3 separate regions of the Zea mays genome follow, and regions 1 and 2 are each linked to region 3. The links are chromatin contacts, called in public Hi-C maps. All regions are on one chromosome and are shown on one strand. The core of a region is the stretch at or near the end of the contact, and the rest is flanking DNA. Distances in the headings are between cores, read along the strand shown.

Evidence for each region. Hi-C and Micro-C count contacts between places; a contact is called where the count stands out from the background.
Region 1: a contact with region 3 is called in a Hi-C map of leaf, with 7 times the contacts expected there. The contact joins the promoter of LOC100383326 here to the promoter of LOC100275620 in region 3. A contact is called at or near these places in 3 of 25 Hi-C or Micro-C datasets (endosperm, leaf and tassel).
Region 2: a Hi-C map of ear shows a contact between it and region 3, with 2.7 times the contacts expected there. The contact joins the promoter of LOC100272333 here to the promoter of LOC100275620 in region 3. A contact is called at or near these places in 3 of 25 Hi-C or Micro-C datasets (ear, endosperm and tassel).

The regions. Positions count from the first base shown.
Region 1 is chr3:135,375,406-135,378,105 of Zm-B73-REFERENCE-NAM-5.0, reverse strand. LOC100383326 (ARM repeat superfamily protein) reads right to left here and starts at 1,341. Exons shown (of 1, transcript NM_001175984.1): 1 at 1-1,341. The coding sequence starts at 1,246.
Region 2 is chr3:134,805,877-134,808,576 of Zm-B73-REFERENCE-NAM-5.0, reverse strand. It overlaps LOC100272333 (Bifunctional 3-dehydroquinate dehydratase/shikimate dehydrogenase chloroplastic), which reads left to right and starts at 1,279. Exons shown (of 10, transcript NM_001146817.1): 1 at 1,279-1,652; 2 at 1,861-1,966; 3 at 2,247-2,465. The coding sequence starts at 1,408.
Region 3 is chr3:135,079,270-135,081,969 of Zm-B73-REFERENCE-NAM-5.0, reverse strand. It overlaps LOC100275620, which reads right to left and starts at 1,277. Exons shown (of 4, transcript NM_001175133.1): 1 at 935-1,277; 2 at 1-225. The coding sequence starts at 1,182.

The sequences.
Region 1 (2,700 bases), core at 92-2,591, 300 kb before region 3:
TCTTGCTGGCGAGCTTGGACACGACGAGCGCCGCGGACGCCCGCGCGCCGCGCTCGGCGGCGCCCTTCCAGCTGAGCATGTCCACGAGGCGCTCCACGACGGCGGGCGACGTGCCGACGCGGCGCAGCGCGCCGTCCCCGAGCCGCGGGCTCGCGGCCACGTTGACGAGGATGCCCACGCCGATGCGCTGCTCGTCGTGGGACCCGCCGACGATGAGCTCCTCGGCGAAGGACACCAGGTCCATGCGGAGCCCGTCGAAGATGCTCCCCTCGATGCACCGCGAGTAGGCGTCGTAGAAGAAGCGGCGTATGGCGAGGAGCCCCGGCGCGCCCGCGAGGCGGCACTCGTCGGCGACGCGCTCCAGCAGGCGGCCGTGGCTGACCTCCCACTCCCACGCCGCCTTCTCGGCGTGGAACAGGAGCGCCTCGGCCAGCGCCAGGCCGTAGAAGATGTCGAGCGCCGACCGGCGGTTCGTCCGCGCGTCCACGGCGTCCCCGAAGTCCTGCCTGGCGAGACGCACCCCGGAGAGCACCACGCACGCCGTCGCGGACGCCAGCTGCAGCCAGTAGAACAGCCGGCCGACGTGGCCCGAGAGGAAGCTCCAGCTCCAGCTCCAGGGCCAGGCGGTCCAGGTCCAGGCCGACCTCCATCCCCACCCGCTCCGCCCGGCGTGGCTGCAGGACGCCGCAGCTCCGCCGGACGCCTTGCCGCTCTCGCAGTCGCAGCCGCCCGCGCGGAAGACGAAGCGGAAGGAGCGCGCGACGAGGCGGACGCTGGACCGTCCAGCGTCGACGAGCGAGAGCGACCACGTGGCCTGGTGCTGCCACTCCAGCTCGTGGCTGCGGCTGAAGATGCGCGCGCCCTCGACGAGGAGGATGGCGGTGACGGACCAGAAGTCGACCCGCTCCAGCGTGATGGCGAAGCCGCCGAGGAGCACGACGGTGGCCCAGATGAAGCCCAGCGCGCCCAGTCCGCTGGCCGCCTTCTCCAGCACGGCGAGCCGCAGCGCCAGCAGCGTGAGCCGGCGCTCGGGCCCGGCTGCGCCGTCGTCCAGTCGCCCCCGCGCGCTGCAGGACGCCTCGTTGTTGTCGTCGTCTTTGCCGTCGTCGGCCGCCACGCTCGGTCGCGGTGGCGAGTCCGAGAGCTGCGGCTCGAACGGCGTCGCCGCCATGAACCCGGGGGTAACCGCCGGGTCGCTCGGCTGCGCCTCGATGGTCAGCCGCACTGACTGGTCGGAGACGTCCATTAGTCTGCCGATCGATATGTCGATCCACCTTACTTCCAAGGTTGGAGCTAGCTTTGAATGTGTGCTTCGCGGGAAAAGGTTAATCGAAGCGGTTGATGATGGAGATGCAATGATAGGGCTGCGTCAGTGCGGTGCTTATATACGCTGGTCTCGGCCAGTGTATGCGCGTGGCGGCGTGAGGAGGTCGCCATGGCTGTGGATCAAGGGGCGGTTGCGTGAGCGCGGGAGACGAGGTTGTCCGGAAGGCAAGAGATGAAGAGGGCGGTTCGAGAGTGTGTGTGAGCCAGACAGCCAGCCGGGCCGGCAGGCGGCAGTGCGGTGGATGGATCGGAGAGGGAACGCATGCAGGAGGATGTGGTGGGGTGGACGCAAGGACAAACAAGGTCGATGCATATTGATTTGGAGGCCACGCACGCCCACGCGGCCACGCGGGAGGGAGTGGCTGATGCAATCTGCTGCCGGGGACCGGAGGGTGGTGCGCGTAATTAGCTGAGCAACATACATACGCAATTAAGAATTAAGTGGGTCGGTGACAGGCATATTGAGAGCTCGGTCGGTTTCTTCAGAGTCCACGCACGGAAAACCTGAGAATTTGGTATAGTTTCCGCGCCCATGATTAGTAGAGTATTCAATCGCCTATCTTGCTTGCTATTAGTATGTACACGTATACGCAGAAGTACATGCATGATGATGCTGAAGAATTCGTGCTGTACCTACAGTCCTACACGCTGACGCTGTAGCTCCTATACGTACGGTGTCACGGCGCAACGCAACAGCCTATCCAACCGAACCGTACAGCTCAGTTCTTGAAAGCTGCAGCTAGCTTTTCTGAGCCGCCAAATTTACATGGCGACGCTTGCACAGTTGCTTTTCGTCAATGATATATATTTGCTTAAGTCCAGTGTCTGTGTCTCCAAGTTAACCAACACAAACGCCTGATCCAGATTTTGCCCCTGTCTTCTAGAATAAAATAATGCAGGACCTATATCAACTGACGGTGAAAACGTGGTACCTAGTGACTCTGCCTTAAGGACAAAAGGACGTCCATATATTCGATCTGTATCTGTATACTTAAAGTTGGATATTTAAAATGTTAATATCTACTAAATCTTATCTAGCACAACTCGATGCTATATCTATCCAAGAGAAAAATATAAAAACAAATATGAAACAATTAATATTCGTCGCTACTCTAAATCTTCTTTCTCAATCCAATTTCTTTCGAGTTAACCCTTTTTTGGGCGAAACAAATTAATATCTATTGTTTCTATATTTTGTTTGCTCACAAAAGGCATTAAAAAATTGAAGCATGTTTTCATTTATATGATATTTTTATACACTACTACATAATTTTTTCCCTTAGGATATAAACGATCTCCCATTCTTAAGACCTATATACCATCGATCGTGAAAGAAAATGATTTTTAGGAGCAGTTTTAAAATCGTTCATGCAA
Region 2 (2,700 bases), core at 30-2,529, 270 kb after region 3:
TGGAAAAAAGAAAATATATGTCTACACACGGCTAGGCCTCAACAGACTCCGTCCATCCTTCGACAAGAGGATCTTCTTCCTGTTCACCTCCGCCTTCCCCCTTCACCAGTTCTGCGGCCTCGTCTTACCTCCCTGTCATTGTTGTTGGCAACTTCTTATTAGCATAGGTCGGCATCAACGACTAGGAGAAGGCGGCGACCCGATGACGATGTTGGCAATGCTGATGTCCACGACGCGATGGGGCAGTGATGATGAGCGACTAGAGGAGTGTCGCCGAGGAGGACTGAGCCGCCCATCGGCCCGTTAGCGAGACGAGTCACGACAGGAACGCGAATGATTTATAGCGGGCCATTAGTTTTGCATCATGGGCGAGATGAGCCTTATCCATAGGAAATGGAGAATAACCATGTGTTTCGTGCGTGACACACAATATGCTTTATAGTAGAGATGTTGTGCAAACATCAAACCATTATGTTGTGTACAACTCTCAGTTCATGTTGTTCATGTGTCCATACTTCAGAGTTCAGATACTTGTGCAAGTCTTGTGTTTTTGGCTGGTCACAGTTGCAACCCCTTTTCTGATCATGTCAATGCATTTATGTGTCACTAGGGATATCTGATATCACGGTTTGGATGGGGAGAGTCTTGTTGTGGAGAGGTGATTAACTGTTTACGCAGCAAAAACTTGTTTAGATTATTGGATAAATCTCTTACTCATTCAATCTACAATATTATTTAAATCATCTTTTATCTTTTTCCTTATCCCTCCCCTGCCGCCCCCAACATCTCTCTCCCCTTATCCTCGCCGCCCCTTTCCCCTCACTCGCGCCGCCATCAATCTCTCCCCTCGCGCCATTGCCACCACCGTTGACCCCTTTCTTCCTCTCTCTCGGATTGTAGCATTAGCATGACCTATATGCTAATAACAATAGGAATAAAAAAATGTAGGACTAGATTTGCACAAAAATAGACTGATTTTTTCATGGGAAAATAAAAATCTCGAAAAATAGGTTTGCCGAACTAGCCCTATGATTAAAATCCTCTAAAACTTCTAATTGTTTTCTTTGTTACAGAGATGAGCGAAGTTTTTGCAAAAAAAACCACAAGCCCCGTACTATTAGAAAAAACTATAAAATTCATGTAAAAATAAGTTATTGAGTCCATCTAGGCTTCTGGCCGTGACACGCCCGACGTCAGGTCGATTTTTAGTTAGTTTTGAAAAGTTACGCATCTTATTTCACTGCCAGCCCTCTGAAAAAAAATTAAAAAATGAGGTCCCAGTTCCACACTTCCACCCACCTCCAGAGCCAAAAGAGCCGGCGGTGGCCGGCAGCCAAAACCCACGTCGGATTTCGCCGCCGCCGCCAGGAGCTAGGGGACAAGGCAACGCCGGCAGGTGCAACATTTATGCGTGTACCGCCCGGCAGCCACGCGTACACTTCTGCCGCAGAGCTAAACGCGCCACTCCGCGGCAAGCTGATCTGCTGCTCCCAAGTCCCACCAGCCACCGCACCGAGTGCCAATGGCGACTGCAGCGACTTCTACGCCGGCGGCGTGGCAGTCTACTCTGGTCTACTCTGGTCTACGCCATGCAGGGACCTGCCCGTGCTTCTCGCCCAGCCCCGCTCGCTCCCCGTCATCGTCACCTACAGGTTTGCATCTTCTTCTCGGGGACACCTTCTTGGCGCATTCTGTGAGCACTTGGTTCTGGCTGGTTTCAGTACAATTGAAAGGGGAATTTGTTTTTTTTTCTTTGTAGTTTTCAGACTGTGTTTCTATTGTACCATCAGTGGAACAATATGTATTTGCTCAGTTAATCTCGTATGAAAAGAAATGTATTTCTTGGTTTTGATTGTGCAGGCCGAATTGGGAGGGAGGCCAGTACGCAGGCGAAGATGAGCCACGGTTTGAGGCGCTTCTACTGGCAATGGAGCTGGGAGCTGAATATGTCGATGTCGAGTTCAAGGTTGGCTCCGTCCTCACTCCTTTTAATTTAATTTCAGACTGTCACAATTCAAAAGGCTAGTTTGCAGGGCAAAGAATTTGTCCTTATTCATTTGATTTTAGGACCATTTCGTGAGGCTTGGCGAATTCATAGCTTTATGTGTGCAGTACTACTGAATTGGATATCTGAGAGTTCAGAGTTGGAGTACATTTCGATGCAGTTTCCTTCTTGTGCTTAATTACATGTTTTTGGGACAAGTGAATCACTTTTCAATTGTCACTATTACCATGCTGCTCTGCAGGTCGCCGACAAATTTATGAAGTATTTGTCTGGGAAGAAACCTCAAAACTGTAAGCTCATCATTTCAGCATACGACTACAAGACCACTCCATCGGTACATGAACTTCTGAATTTAGTAGCTCAGATACGAGCAACGGGGGCTGACATTGTGAAAATTGAAACCACTGCTGCTGACATTGTAGACACATCAAGAATGTTTCAAGTACTTGCACATTGCCATGTGAGTTTTACTATATCCAAGTTTGTGATATTCTTGACTGAGATATGAACTTTTGCCAAATTATCCATAGCACTCACGGCTCTCTGCTAATTCTAAAACAAACTAGTGCACTTCCAATCTCCAGCAAGTCGTTGTATGAGGATAGCAGTATAACTGGTTTATTGGTGACTAAACGCGGATTATCATTGGAGAGCTAGGGGCTAGGCTGCTACACCTACGGATTTCCTCATATCAA
Region 3 (2,700 bases), core at 28-2,527:
AAGATCTCTATACTGTCTTGACCCAGTTCAAGCTTCATGGATGACTTTGAAGAATCAGCGCAATCTTCAAAACTAAGTGTCATAGCATCCAATCCACCAGGACCAAGGACTCTATTCTCTTGGATGATATCCCTCATGATTTCACGAACTATATAATATGATCCTCCAACTTCCTTATGTGTCAGATTAATTGATGGGAATTTTCCTTCATTTGAAACTCGGTAGCTGAAACAGAGCAAAAACATTGTGAACTGGATTAGCAATTTTAATCGTCTTTTTTGCCTGCAGAATATTCATTCAGCAGACAAACAATAACCAAACAAAAATCATGAACCATCTCAAATTAAATACAGCTGCTCTGCATGCCGGGCCAAATTTTGGATAAATGTCAGAATTATTATAAGCACAAGTAACGGCACACAGATTTCAAATTAGATTAACACAAATGAGTGACTCGCATATAGCTAGAATAAAACCAAATCAACATTTTTGATTTTAGGGTACAGACGGCTTGAGGCAGTACGGAAACTAAAGTCTGGCTTGGGATCGTGTCTTTTACCAACTACCACTAGGAAACACCGGTTGGTTCATTAGGGGATGTTTGGCACTCCATCCAAAATGAGATGGTGCATCGTGAGTCTATTCCTAAAATGAGATGGTGTGTCATTAGTTTATTCCTCAAATTTGGTGGGATGACTTCATTTCTCGTATTCCTCCATATTATTTTATTACTAACTAAAGATGGTAATGGATCAACTTATTCCACTCCACGAACCAAACAAAAAAAAAAGTGAGTTGTGTTCATTCGTCAGACCAAACACCCTATACATTTCAGCATCGATCAGACCATACGCTGCAGGCGCGCAAATGATTCCAACGCAAGATGTGCATCCACGAGAGAGCGGAAAGATGGGCAGCTGGACAAAGAAGGTACCTTTTGATGAAGGACTCCACCATCTCCCTCCTCTCCTCCTTGGATTTCCGCACCCGCGGCAGGCGCTTCTCCTGCGCGCGCGCGCAGGAGCGCGGCACGACGACGTCCCGGCCCCGGACCCTGCATTCCCCTCCTCCGACGCCGCCAGCTCTCCACTTGAGTGAAGCGGACGGTGCACCGCCGCCGCACCGGCCGAGGACGGACGGCTGCGAGGCGGCCCAAGAGACGCTCCCGGGCGCGGCCTGCATCGGCCCTTCCAGGCTCAGGAAAGAGGGGAGCCGCGAGAGCGAGCACCAACACTCGACCGGTGTCCGGTGAGCCGGGACAGCGAGGGGGACGCGGCGGAAACGGAGGGTTTTTGCCGGAGGCGATTGGGATGGCGGACACGATAGATGGGCGACGGCGCGCAAAAAGCGACAAGATTGGGGGGCTTTGGAGTGGGCCGCCGGGGACGGCACACGGCGAGCCGCTTTCGAGTGACGATCGCAGTCGCCAATGGCTTTGTGCTTTTGGCTGGGCTCCCCTGCTCCTAGGTTTTCTCCGGCACATATTTTCTACTGCTAGTTTTTTTTTAGTTTTTCTAGAGGTCTATATTTTTTAAGAAAAGGTACAAAATACTTTCATTGTCTATCGACAATGTTCACATAACTCCCTATAATATCTTGGTAGTTTATTTTATCCCTCCATTTTTTAGTTGGTTCAATTTACCTGTTAACAAGTTTTTTTATTTCTTTACGTACAAACGGAGTTTTTAGTTTAATTTTTGGAACAATTGGATCTATACCATTAAAAGATCCAAACTTTAGATATATACCATGGACCCCACATGTCATTCACTCATGTGGACCCACATGTAAGTGAGATAGTAATGGTATGGATCCAAAGTGGTGATCTTTTAATGGTATGGATCCAAATTTCCCTTTATTTTTTGTTCCTAAGTAGTTAATAGCATAATTTAGTCTAAAAAAATTATAATTATTTTTTGATATGTTAGGGAACAGATATGATAATAAATTTAATGATACAAAACTAAATATAAAATAATAATGAAAACTTATTAACGTGCTTTTCTAACATAAGTTATGATGTTATCGATCACCTTAAAAAATATGAATTTAAAATTCAACTTTTACGTGAAAACAAAAAGACAAATATATTTTTTTGGCCTGATATATTTTTAGTCATTCTTTAATTGTTATAGCTTCAGTCATTTGTGTGGATACATATATGTGTGTGCGTGTTTGTATACATATATATGTGTGCACGTATATATATAGTTATCAATTAAATCGAATTTAACTTTATTTTCGCATTGCCATATGTAACATGTGATTTTAGAAGAGACGGTTGCTTTCTAGGTGTCATTGGATGATTAGGGATAATCATAGTCCCTCCAAATTTCTCAATATTTTACATGAATTGCCAATTCTATAAAGCATTAGTTTTCCTGGTTCCATCGTCGTCTCTTTTACAAAAAATCATTGTATTTCTTTCTAATCTAACTGTGATCTAAACATCTCTGCTCTTATAATGGTTCCACCATCGTCGTGTGTCGTCAAGTGACATGAGTCGTTACCTCCTGAATGGACCATAAGAAAACACCTAAACCCACGCGATACGAAGTCGCACACATCACAACGCTCTGGATAGTACCACCTCATTAGCTAAAGGGGGACGATCCATTAACATAACTATAAAAAGTTAACTATAAAAAAGGGTAAGTCTCCTTTTGAACTCGTACATTTTTTGGTTTTTTTGGCTAATAT